Linked DNA regions of Sus scrofa: region 1 is linked to region 2. The links are chromatin contacts, called in public Hi-C maps. All regions are on one chromosome and are shown on one strand. Each heading gives the region's core, a stretch centred on a gene start, on an enhancer-like site or on the middle of the called end of the contact. The rest is flanking DNA. Distances are from core to core; before and after follow the strand shown.

What was found. Hi-C and Micro-C count contacts between places; a contact is called where the count stands out from the background.
Region 1: a Hi-C map of skeletal muscle shows a contact between it and region 2, with 7 times the contacts expected there. The contact joins the promoter of LOC100157017 here to the promoter of KCNG2 in region 2. A contact is called at or near these places in 1 of 47 Hi-C or Micro-C datasets (skeletal muscle) and 1 of 2 datasets of contacts at active chromatin or transcription factors (skeletal muscle).

Annotation. Positions count from the first base shown.
Region 1 is chr6:128,001,131-128,007,065 of Sscrofa11.1, forward strand. It overlaps LOC100157017, which reads left to right and starts at 3,705. Exons shown (of 7, transcript XM_001924715.6): 1 at 3,705-3,870; 2 at 4,497-4,564. The coding sequence starts at 3,720.
Region 2 is chr6:127,824,981-127,831,714 of Sscrofa11.1, forward strand. It overlaps KCNG2 (potassium voltage-gated channel subfamily G member 2), which reads left to right and starts at 5,052. Exons shown (of 4, transcript XM_021096336.1): 1 at 5,052-5,141.

The sequences.
Region 1 (5,935 bases), core at 2,455-4,954, 170 kb after region 2:
ACTTCCCCATATCATGGGCATGGCAAAAAACAAAAACAAAAGTTAAAGACAGTTTTATCAAGTTCTTATTTTTTTGATGTATTTACTTCCAGCCAAATACAGCAGGAATTTTGGCAGTTTGTGAATTCTTCTTGTTGGACCAAAATCAGTAGAGCCCTCTGGGTAAATAGTTGGATGGTAATAAAATTACAAATAATCTTTTGTGACTACTGGTAGTACTCATTTTGCAAGGCAATGCTTTTTCTTTCTTTCCTTTGTTTTATTTTTTTGGCCACACCTGTGGCATGCAAAAGTTCCCAGGCCAGGGATGGAATTCGTACCATAACAGTGACCCAGACTGCTGCCAGATACTTAACCGACTCACCACAAGGGAACGCCCAAGGCAATGCTTTTTCAAGAGATTTTTTATGATCTTGAGATAGTATAGTAAAACTCTGTCCAGAGTTCCCTGGTGGCTCAGTAGGTTAAGGATCCAGCATTGTCACTGCAATGGCTTGAGTTCGCTCCCATGTCTGGGGAACTTCTGTATGTCAGAGGAACAGTCAGAAAAAAGAAAAAACCCTCAAAAAACTCTATGTCTTCTTTCAGTCTAGACTGTCCAGACAGTTTTTTGGGTTTTTTTGTTTTGTTTTCTTTCCTTTGGCTGCACTGGCAGCACATGAAAGTTCTAGGGCCAGGGACTGAATCCAAGCTATAGCTTCAACCTATGCCACAGCTGCAGTGTGCCTGATTCTTAACCAGACTGGGGATCAAACCCATGCTGCCATAGAGACAATGCCAGGTTTTAACCTACTGTGCCACAGTGGGAACTCCCAGACAATTCTAAGAAGCCTTCCTCTCTTACTTGTATTTCATTTATTCTTTTTTTTAAATGTTTTATTACTCAAATGAATTTATCACATCTGTAGTTGTACAATGATCATAACAATCTGATTTCACAGGATTTCCATCCCACAGCCCAGGCACATCCCCCCACCCCCCAAACTGTCTCCTCCAGAGACCATAAGTTTTTCAAAGTCTGTGAGTCAGCATCTGTTCTGCTAAGAAGTTCAGTCTGTCCTTTTTTTCAGATTCCACATGTCAGTGAAAGCATTGGATGTTGGTGTCTCATTGTACAGCTGACTTCACTTAGCATGATAGTTTCTAGGTCCATTCATGTTGCAAAAAATGCTGGTATTTCGTTCTTTTTAATGGCCGAGTAATATTCCTTTGTGTATATGTACCACTTCTTCTTGATCTACTCCTCTGTCGATGGACATTTAGGTTGTTTCCATGTCTTGGCTATTGAAAAGAGAGCTGCAATGAACATTGGAGTACATGTGTCTTTGCGAGTCGTGGTTTTCTCTGGGTAGATGCCCAGGAGTGGGATTGCTGGTCCAATGGTAGTTCTATGTTTAGTTTTCTGAGGAATCTCCATACTGCTTTCCACAGTGGTTGCACCAATTTACAATCCCACCAACAGTGTAATGGGGTTCCTTTTTCTCCACACCCTCTCCAGCACTTATTGTTTGTAGACTTTTGGATGATGGCCATTCTGGCTGGTGTAAGGTGGTACCTCAGAGTGGTTTTGATTTGCATCTCTCTAATAATGAGCGATGTTGAACATTGTTTCATGTGTTTCATGGCCATTTGTATGTCTTCTTTGGAGAACTGTCTGTTTAGATCTTCTGCCATTTATTCTTTAGTTATTCAACAAATATTTATTGAGCAGGCCAGACAGGATATCAAACGCTGGGAATAGAGCAATAAATAAGACTAAGTCCCTGCCCTCATGGAGTGTTGTCTAGCAGAATTCCTGAATTACACAGAAAACCATACACTGAATTTGGATTCATGACAAAGTCCTTCGGGTAAAGGGTTTAGAGTATTAAGAGAACATTTAGCAGGAACACACTTAGTTTAAGGAGTTCAGGAAAGGCTTTTCTTTTCTTTTTCTTTTTTTGTCTTTTTGCCTTTTCTAGGGCCGCACCAATGGCATATGGAGATTCCCAGGCTAGGGGTCAAATCAGAGCTGTAGCTGCCAGCCTACGCCAGAGCCACAGCAACGTAGGATCCGAGCTTCGTCTGCGACCTACACTACAGCTCACGGCAACGCCAGATCCTTAACCCACTGTGTGAGACCAGGGATCGAACCCACAACCTCATGGTTCCTAGTCAGATTTGTTAACCACTGTGCCGTGACAGGAACTCCAGGAAAGGCTTTCTTTTTTTTTTTGTCTTTTTGTTGTTGTTGTTGTTGTTGTTGCTATTTCCTGGGCCGCTCCCGCGGCATATGGAGGTTCCCAGGCTAGGGGTCTTCGGAGCTGTAGCCACCGGCCTACGCCAGAGCCACAGCAACGCTGGATCCGAGCCGCGTCTGCAACCTACACCACAGCCCACGGCAACGCCGGATCGTTAACCCTCTGAGCAAGGGCAGGGACCGAACCCGCAACCTCATGGTTCCTAGTCGGATTCGTTAACCACTGCGCCACGACGGGAACTCAGGATAGGCTTTCTTAAGGATGTGATACTGAAATGGGGATCAGTAAGATAAGTGAGAACTAGGGGAAAAGCTGGAGTCAGTCCAGGCAGTTGGGGACCAAGTCAAGGTCCAGGACCTTGGCAGTTTGTAGCATTGTGCAGCCTTAATGACCAGCGTACCCAAGGGGTTTGCTGGGTAGACAGGCCAGATAATGGAGCCTTTTAGGCTGTGCTTAGGATTTTATACTTTACCACATGAACAAGGTGAGCTGCCCACGGGCTTCAAGCTGAGGATTGAGATGTCAGATTTCTATGTCCTTCACGCATCTAGGCTACCGTGTACAGGGGAAAGGACTGCAGAGGGAAGGCTGGAAGAGAGGGGACTAGGGAGACTAGCATCTGGATAACGAAAGCTGTTGGTTTGAGAGGTCTGCCAAAGAAAAGGTCTGGGCTGGAGATTTTATATATATATATATCTATACATCTATGTAGATATATATTTTTTAAGGGCTGCACCCAAGGCATATGGAGGTTCTCAGGCTAGGGCTCAAATTGGAGCTGCAGCTGCTGGCCTACACCACAGGCACAGTGACTCGGGGATCCAAGTCACGTCAGCTACTTACACCACAGCTCATGGCAACACCAGATCCTTAACCCACTTAGCAAGGCCAGGGATTGAACCTGCGTCTTCATGGATGCTAGTCAGATTCATTTCATTGAGCCACAACGAGCAGTCCCCAGAGATAAAAATTTGAGAACCATCAGAGTAGAGGCAGCGGGTGAAGCCACGACACTGGATGAAACGCATCAGTGTTCCCTAAAGAGGACTTTAAGTGATCTTTTACCTGTTCTTAACATTTCATCTTTTTAAAAAGCGATAATACCAGAGATTCCAGTTGCAGGGCAGGCCTTCGTCATCCACCACCCACTTTCCCAGGAAAAAGGCAGTCTGCAGTTCAGGGTGAGATCTGCTCTTTGCAGAAGCCAGCTGCAAACTTCGATGCAGACGCCAATGTGCAGACCCTGCCCAAGAGTACAGTTACCCTCCACCCCACTTCCCCCACCTTGACATAAAACAGAAGACAGCTTATTATTTTACCATAATAAAAATGTGTTTATTAATGATCAGCAAAAAAATCGCAACTTTAGCAAACTACAGGCCAATCCAGAGAACAGAGCAGAGGAAATTCTTTCATAGGGTGAAGGGGAGCTGGGCGTGGCTGGCTGTTAGAATCAGAGCCCATTGGAGGGAGCCGAGCATGGGAAGTGTAGCGGCTTCCCATTGGCTGGCTGGGTTGTCGCCGGACCCAGAGACAGCCTACCTAGCCTGCTGGGAAGTAAGGTGGCGACCTCCTTCCTGCATGGTCTCCAGTGTTGGGGGAACGGTTGGGGCTTCCCACTCCACCTTAAGTGAGGTTTTAATTTATTAATTTTCCCACTCCCCACGCTGAGGCAGACCAGCAACCTTCTCAGCTACACAGCCCCCTCCCCCACCTCCCCGCGCGACCATGCCGACCACGCTCCTGAAGGAGGCTCCAATCCCCAAGTCCTCCTGCCGCCGGGCGGCACCAGCCTTCCTTACAGACAGCTTCTAGCTTGTCCACTCGGGTTGCCCAGAGTAGGCTAGCATGTGAGCGTGTCCTGGTCGGATGTGCCGGGGCTCGCATTGGCTGACCAGGCGGGGGGGCGTGGCCGAGACCTGTGACAGGCGGTCTGGGGGCAAGGCTTGGAAGTGTAGCTAGCGGGTTTGGAAGTGCGACGGGTGGTCTCCGGGCGTGGCCAGGGCTTGGAGGCCTGACTAGGAGGTATAGGTCGCAGGCTTGGGGCGTGGTCAGGGGCTTGGCGGGGGGGCCCAGGGACTGTGAGGTGTAACGAGCAGGTTTGGGGACGTAGCCTAGAGGTGTGGCGGGCGGTTTGGGGCGTGGCTTGCGGGGGCTAGGGCGCAGCACTCTTTGACCTTAGCCTCTCTCTGTCGGTGTTGTCTTGGGAGGCTGTGGTGGCTGGAGCGTCCATTAAATCTGGGATCTTTTTTAAAGGTAAACGTGCCCCAAGGATGTCGCGATGTGGGCTGGATACTGGATCGAGCCCTACCAGAGCTATGCCGGTGGGTGTAACTGACTCGGTCTTCACCAGGACAGGCGGGCGCTATTATAACGCTGAGGGGGAGCTGCCTTCGTGGCTCAGTGGTTAAGGAACACGACTAGGAGCAATGAGGATGCGGGTTGGATCCCTGGCCTCAGTGGGTTAGGGATCTGGTGTCGCTGTGAGCTGTGGTGTAGGTCGCACACGCAACTGGGATCCAGCGTGGCTGTGGCTGTGGCTTAGGGCTGCTGCTCCTATTTCATTCCTAGCCTTGGGACCCCAGTATGCCACACTGGATTCGTGCGGCCCTAAAAGAAAAGAGAAGAAAATGCTGAGGCCCGCAGGGCACCAGCTTAAGGAATTTAATAAAGAAGATCCAACGTTGTTATTTATACCTGCCTTGTCGGAGAGAAAACTTATGGCAGCTTCAGAGATTCTAATCGAGTCTAAAGGTCATTTTGGACAGGTACTTCTTTTTCTTCTAAGCTCCAGACAGTGGCAGATTAAGCTTTAAATAGATAAGATTCTGGTACCCACATCAGATTTTATAGTTTATAGTTTACTCCCTTTCAGGAATCCAGTTTTTTAAATCTTGGCTTTCTTTTCTTTAATGTTTAGCAAGCCCTGACCATTTCTTAGGAGAGTACTGTTTGCTGAGACACATTGTGACAGTGTTGGTTCTAAATTATATTGGGTTTGTTGATACCTGGTAATTGGGGAAAATGCACATAAAGGCTGCAAACAGTGCAGAGCTACCAAGTGTCCTCAAGGATAGGCCCTTTGGCATATCTTAGTCTTTTAGGTCCTCTTATCTAGTCATGAGTGAATAGATGTCTCCCAGCAAATTCAGAAAATCAGGCCCAAGATGATAAGAAAGCAGAAGAGCTAACCAACGTCTCACCGACCCATCCTAAAGGAGAATTCTTTTTTCCAGGCTGTTTTCTGAGCCTCTGGAGCAGAATCTGGGCGGGAGCTAAGGAGGAGAGAGAACAAACGTGATTTTCATACTCATGGAGAGGGCAGGGAACTACTCTAGTAGGTGGGGTGAGGATTGAATTTGAAAGGACTGGAGAGAAAGGACTGGCCAGCTGGTGCCAATTTGATGCAAGCGTTGGCATGTTGAGGACATGAGGGGATTTTGGATTCACCTGAAATATTGAGAGGACATATGAATTTAAGAAATTTTGCTGTGTTGTATGGATTCAATCTCCCAATCTTTGGTATGGTTTGTTTCTAGACACTTGGGAAAGTATCTAAGTTGCTGTTCAGATGAAAACATTAGTAACTCATTCATTGAAGGCCAGGGCCACCATGAACTTCATGTAGGAGGAGAGTTTCAGAGAGAAGTGCAGCCTGGCAGAACAGGGTCAACCCAGAGCCCAGCTCCTCGCTT
Region 2 (6,734 bases), core at 3,802-6,301:
GACGGCAGCCTCCTGTTCAACCTGGGCCTGGCCCACACACCCAAACAGTAGAGCCCCCTCCCCAGAAGCAGGGGAGTCAGTCCATCATCATCCATCTGGCTCTTCCATTGTGGGGTCCACCTGGGGCCACCTAGGTACTAAGGAACCTAGATACTTAGGAACTTAAAGCATATTTAAAGGCTGAGCCAAGATGGGTCAAGCCCTGTGTGTTAAGGCTCTTCCCATCTCGGATTTTGCTCCCTAAGATCCCCCATGCACTACTGCTTAGTACCATTTTTTTTGCTGGGTTTGATGCTCATTTGAGGGTGCGGGGCCCAGTAGGCCTGGCCCCCAGGAGTGTGAATGTATCTGCTGAACTGGATGGAGTGAGGCCTGTCCCAAGGTACTTGAATGACCGAGGGCTCTACTCACAAAGACGGGGGGGCGGGGGGGGGGGATTTCTCTTCAGAAAGTCACCGGTGCCAAATCATTCAGGAAGCAAAGCAAGTCCCAATCATCCAAAACCTTACTCAGTATGCGACACAGGATTCAGCAATTCAAATAATTTGAAATGTTATTACATCAAATTTGAGGCTGTTTCCAAGAAGCATGACACAAGCAGAACAATGTTAAATTCATAAGCACAAAGTCGATGGAAGCAACAAAAGCCTGCTGCATTCCACTGTGAGTTTAAATTAAATGATGAGCCACTCCTGAAGAAATATTACGGGGCTCACTGGATCACGAATATTTCATAAGCACAAAAGCAATAATGAGAAGAGTTACATGAATTGCCCGTTGAGGCCCAGATTCTGAAGTTCACAGACCAAAAGCAGCACAGCCAGGATCCAGGGCCGGGACCATGAGTGTGGTCTGCTCGCCAGGATGAGAGGACCTAGTCTCAGGAAGTGCCATGGGCTTGAAGAACCTCAAATGTAAGACCCTGCCTTGCCGGAAAAGCTGGTCGCTTACCTGTCGCAGGAACCCACAGCTGTCTTTAATCAGAGCTCACCTGAAAGTTACTCGCCTTTGACGCCTTTGACCTGAGACACAAGATTAGAATGTGCACACATTTCTGAAGGACATCTGCTTCCTGAGTGAAAGGCCGTCCTATTCGTGAACCTCCGGGACGACGTGCCTGCACTGCAGTCGATGGCTTCCCCATGTGCAGCCCAGATGAGGATGAGGCAGCAGAAGGAGAAAAAGCAGAGCTGAGGAGCTTGGGCGGAGGATGAAAGGGGCAGACAGAGGGGGAGATCTGAAGCGACTCAAAGGAGCCGGTGCTCCTGTGATGGGGGCTCTTTGATCCCTCAGCCGGCAATGAGTAGACAAAGGGGAGGTTTGGGGAGCACAGAGCCCAGGACATGTGCAGTGGCTGCCACATGACCAAGCCCAAATGCTCCAGAGAAATCAAAGTCAGGGAACAGAAGGACTTCAGGTAGCAGCTGAGTGAATCCTGAGAGGCAGGCCATGATTTGGGTGGGAAGAACCCCAGACAGGAAAGGGACTGTGACAGTGTCAGAAACAGACTCCTTCTGGAAGAGGAGACAAAGTGAAAAAGCCAAGATCAGAGAGACAGACAAATGCAAGAATGCAAGCGTCTGGAAGGCAGACAGACCCAGGAGCAAATGAGATGTCAGCAGAAGGGAGCTCTGCACCTTGAACCCAGAGGGACAGATGGACTGATGGACAGACAGTCACCAGGGGACAGGCCTCCTTTGTGTGGGAGGTGAAAGTGCGTTATCATTGACCGTGATGGTTATACAACTCTGTGAACATTCTAGAATCCACTGAATCACACACTTTAAGGGGATGAATTGTATAGTATCTAAATTCTTTCTCAATAAAGCTGTTATCAAAAAAAGAGAGATAGAGAGAATATACCACCTTGTTTTGAAAAGGAGACAATAAATGAAAATTCCTAAAAATTATAGGTAAAAAATTATAGATAAATTATAGGTAAAAATTATAGGAAAATTCATAATTTGGAAAATATTGGTAAAGAAAGTAATTAGATACCTATATTTGTAATAGTATTCATTCCTTTTCTCACTCATGCGTTCACAGTAAACAGTTACTATCACATACTTGGCTGCCAGGCCCTCTGCCCGTGCTAAAGATAAGGAAATTTCATTTTGTTTTGTTTTGGTTTTGTTTTGTTTTTTTGTATGTGTGTTTTTTGCCTTTTCTAGGGCCGCACCCACGGCATATGGAGGTTCCCAGACTAGGGGTCTAATCCGAGCTGTAGCTGCCAAGCCTACGCCAGAGCCACAGCAACGCGGGATCCGAGCCGCGTCTGCAACCTACACCACAGCTCATGGCAACACCACATCCTTAACCCACTGAGCAAGGCCAGAGATCAAACCCACAACCTCATGGTTCCTAGTCAGATTTGTTAACCACTGAGCCACTATGGGAACTCCTAAAGATAAGGAAATTTTTTTTAAAATACCCCTGCACAAAGGGCTTACTGTCTGCTAAGATCAAGAGATAAATAAATGCGTAAGCAAACTTTTTGCTTCTTTAAATGAAGTTTCAACTACATTCACAGCAAGAATTTTCCACTAATAACATACCAGTCAGTATTTACCAATTTGTTAACTGTAGTTAAGAAAGGAGGTTAAGATATACCTCTAAAATTGTTTGGGCAGAAGTATTTTATAATAGTGACAAACTGGAGAAAACACAGACGTCACATAACAGAGTTTCAGTTAAAGTACGGTACCAGCCACAAGACGGAATCCTGTGCAATCATTTAAAATGATGTTGGAGCCTGGAAAACATTGAAGACATTCATTTCCTGTTAAATCCAGTGAAAATCCAGGAGATACTGTGATGCTATTTTTGTATAGAAACAAACAAAAAATACATTCTTCCGTTTTAAAAGTCCAAAATGTTAGCAGTGAGATCCTGCTCTGTAGCACTGGGAACTATGTTTAGTCACTTATGATGAAGCATGATAATGTGAGAAAAAAGAATGTATACATGTATGTGTAACTGGGTCACCATGCTGTACAGTAGAAAGAAAAATAATTTCCTGGGGAAATAAAAACAATTTTTAAATAAATAAAAGTCCACAATGTTTTGGTATCAAAATAAGTCTCAAATAGTAACAGTGATAAAGTCTAAATGAAGGAGATGGGGATACAGGAATTTCTTACTTTCTCCTTTGTATTTTTCGCAGAAGGTTTACTAATTGTCTACAGTGAGGCAATTATGTTCCAAAATCATTTTGCAAATGTTTGCTCATTTCCTAAAACAGAAGCTATACAAAAATGCAAATGCATTAACCAGCAATGATGGGTCTACTGGGAATGATGGTACCAGCTTCTTCAACCCTGGCCCTAAGTCCCTATCCTTGTGGACAATCAGCAATGCATTTCTCAAATACCAGTAGCAATGGGATCCCTGGATATGTGGCCACCAAAGGGTCTAACACCCCCAGCATTAGCTCCATATTGATGCTGCCTAACTGTGATTTCAAAACGATCAGACATACAGAGTGAAACGGGTCACTCAGCCCAGACTCTGCCAGAGGGCTGCCTGATACCTGAAGATAAAATGTGTCCATTGTGGGTATTCTTTCATATAAGCCAATTCCCTCTCTCTATAACCAAGCAATTAGTTCTGCATGTCTGGAGCCAGGAGGGGATGGATTCATTGCTTCTGCATATCACCACTGAGAGCTGGAAACAAAGTGCACCCTGCAGGGGCAGCAAGGGTGGAGCTGAGTCTGGAAATTGCTCTACCCCCCTCACCCAGGAAGGACAAGGGTCTGGGGAATATTTAGCCTGAGAAATCATGCATACCACCCACAATCATACTCATGTAAATAAAACTACCAGCTGCTGGGCATTTGCTGGGTGTCAGGCCCTGCTAAGAGCTTTCCATGAGTTGTCTCATTTGCTTATCTCTTAGTGTTTCTCAGGGGTGGGGCCTTCTCTGTTAAAAGGGGTCCTCTGGTTCTGTCTCAGAAGCTACAAATATCCAGGGGTGAGGGGAATCCCTCCCCGCAACAGATTCTGCTCAACCGAGGGAAGACTGCTAACTGATAAAGCTGAGCAAAACAGGGGACAGACTGGCACTCAGATGTCATCACTTCCTGTGGGAGAGGTGGCCTTTTCAGGACAGGGGTGGCCAGGCCTTTCCCTCTCTGATATTCAAAGAATATTTCTGGGAGTTCTGTTGTGGCTCATGGGTAATCAACCTGACTAGAATCTGTGAGGACGCGGGATCAATCCCTGGCCTCGATCAATGGGTTTAAGGATCCGGGGTTGCCGTGACCTGTGGGGTAGGTTGCAGACACAGCTCAGATCTGGTGTTGCTGTGGCTGTGATGTAGGCCGGCAGCTACAGGTCTGATTCCACCCCAAGCCTGGGAACTTCTATATACTGCAAGTAAGGCCCTGAAAAATAAATAAATAAATAAATATTTTTTTTAAAGACACTCCCCCCCCCAAAAAAAAAGAGTGTTTCTGAGGGAAAAAACCTTTCCAAGGTCTCGGTGCTCAGGCTCAATCTGGAGAGGAACACCTCCATCCTGTGAATGCAAATGATGAAACAGCCCTCACAGAGGCTGTCAGTAATCCTAGACGCACCCTTCAGGTGTGCAAGGGGCAGTGCTGTCCCAGAAAAGCAGGGTCTCAGGTGACCTGGCTAGAGTTTCCAGACCCTCCTCCCGGCTCGTGCGCCCGCGCGCGCGCGTGGAGCGCCCCGCCCGCCCCTCTGCTGGAAGGGCCGCTGTGGGGTGTGGTTGGGGCAGGAGGATTGGGAGGGTCTGTGCCTCTGGAGCTGCCGCTGTATGTGTTTGCAAGTGTTTGCGAGTGAGCGCGTGTGCCAGTCGCGTCGGTGGGCGCGGTGCGCAAATCCCGGCCAGCGCTGTGCGCCCGGGAGAGTTCGCTCTGAGTACACACGCCCCTGAGCTCCCGGTTCCCGCCCTGCAGCCGCGCCCGGGGTCCGCTCGCCCTAGGGACCAGAGGCCAGGCGCGAGGGGGCGCCGCGCCACCGTAGCCAGGCGGATTGCTGAGGCCGGGCCGGGCCGGGGGCGGCGCGCGGGGCGGTGCCGGACTCCGCGGGCTGCGGGCTCCGGAGACGCCGCGCTCCGCCCCGAGGAGGCCGCCGGCTGGGCAAGCAGAGCGGCAGCCCGCGGAGTCCAGCCCCGAGGTAAAGTTATGCGCGGTGGGGCGGAAGATCTACCCGGGAGGGTCCCGGGGTGCGGGGATTCTGCAACCGAGGATCCCGATGCAAGAGCGGGGGCGGGAGGGTTCTACACCCGTGGGTCCCCAGCAGGAGCAGGGACAGGAGAATCTACGCCGGAGGGTCCCGAGGCCAGAGAGGAAACTGGGTGCGGGCGCGGCGTGGGGAGAGGTCTACAATGCAGCCTCTCGGGATCGTAGCGGGGACCGAGGGTCTACCCCGTAAGGTCCTGATGCAGGAGAAAGGGCGTGAGGGGCGCAGGGGTCTGTACCCGAGCGTCTGCGGCGGGAGCAGGGAAGGAGGGACGCAGGTACCTGTCCCGAAGAGGCAGTAGCCCTGCGCGCGTAGTCTCTACTCCAGTGCTGGGAGGGGTGGGAGCAAAGGAGATTCCAGAAGAACATTTAGGTGCCCCTATCCCCCACCCCCTCCGCCATCGGGGGCGGGGCGAGGATGGGCACCGCCCCTAGCCCCCAGCCAGGCTCCGAGTTCCCTGGGGGACCGGCACCCTGCCGGAGGCGCGCTAGGGTTCCGACTGCTTCGTGCGCTTTCATGGAGGTCCGAGCGGCGGTGGCCTGGTCCCGGCTGCCGCCCCGTCTGTCCGCGTCGAATCTGCAGGAGCCCAGGTAAGAGGAAAGACAGGTGCGGCAAAGCGGCATCCGCGACCTGTGAAGTGTGACCTGGGCGGGAGATAAGAGTGGGTGCACCTGACTTGGGTGACCAGGAATCTCCCAGGCGCCCACCCTGGCTGGCCGTGGGCGCATCCGGTTCCGCGAAGAGGGGGCGGGACGTGGGAGAGTCTTGGGCGCGCGGGTGTCCTTTCCTCTCCCCTTCCTGCCGCCCCTCCCAAGCTCAGGGGACGTCGCCGCCTGTACACATCAGTGCATGCAGACTAGCGTTGCACAGACACACACACACACACACACACTCGCAAACATGCTCGCGCGGCAGCCCTCCCAGCCTTGCCTTCTCTGGCCAGGCCATGATCTGAATCCTGGAGAGGGAGCCCCGCGAGCAGCCTGGAATTCTGCAAACGCGGAGCCCAAGCGCGTCCTGCGCCCTCCTCCCACCGCTCGAGCCGAGTCTAGGGGGCTCCCACACTCGCCCGCTCATCTCAGGTTGGGCGCTGGGGCTGGGGGAGCAGAGGGCAGCCCAGCGTCTGGTCAGGGGCCGGGGGAATGAGGTGGGCGGGTGCTCAAGGGGTCCTGGGCTTCGGCAGGGATGACCAGGACTTCCAGAAGGGCAAGCTGGGGTCTCTCTGAGCCCCTGGAAGTCCCCCAAACCACAGAGTGGCTGGGCCAGCGCCTGCCGTGGCATGTTTATACTTCAGAGGTTTTCGATGACCAGTGCAGCTCCCTCCCAGCCCACCTCCTTCTTTCTGGTTTCTGGCTCTTCAGCCAGGGCTCTCTGGTCATGGACTCCCTTTGTCACCTTTGTCACCTCATCTGGAGCCGGATTTGCACTGGGATGGATTTTACTTGGCCTTTGTAATTCCCATTCTCCTCCCTCTCCTGGGGCTGCACAGACACTAGTTTCCTGAGTTCTGGACTCAAGGCCAAGGTT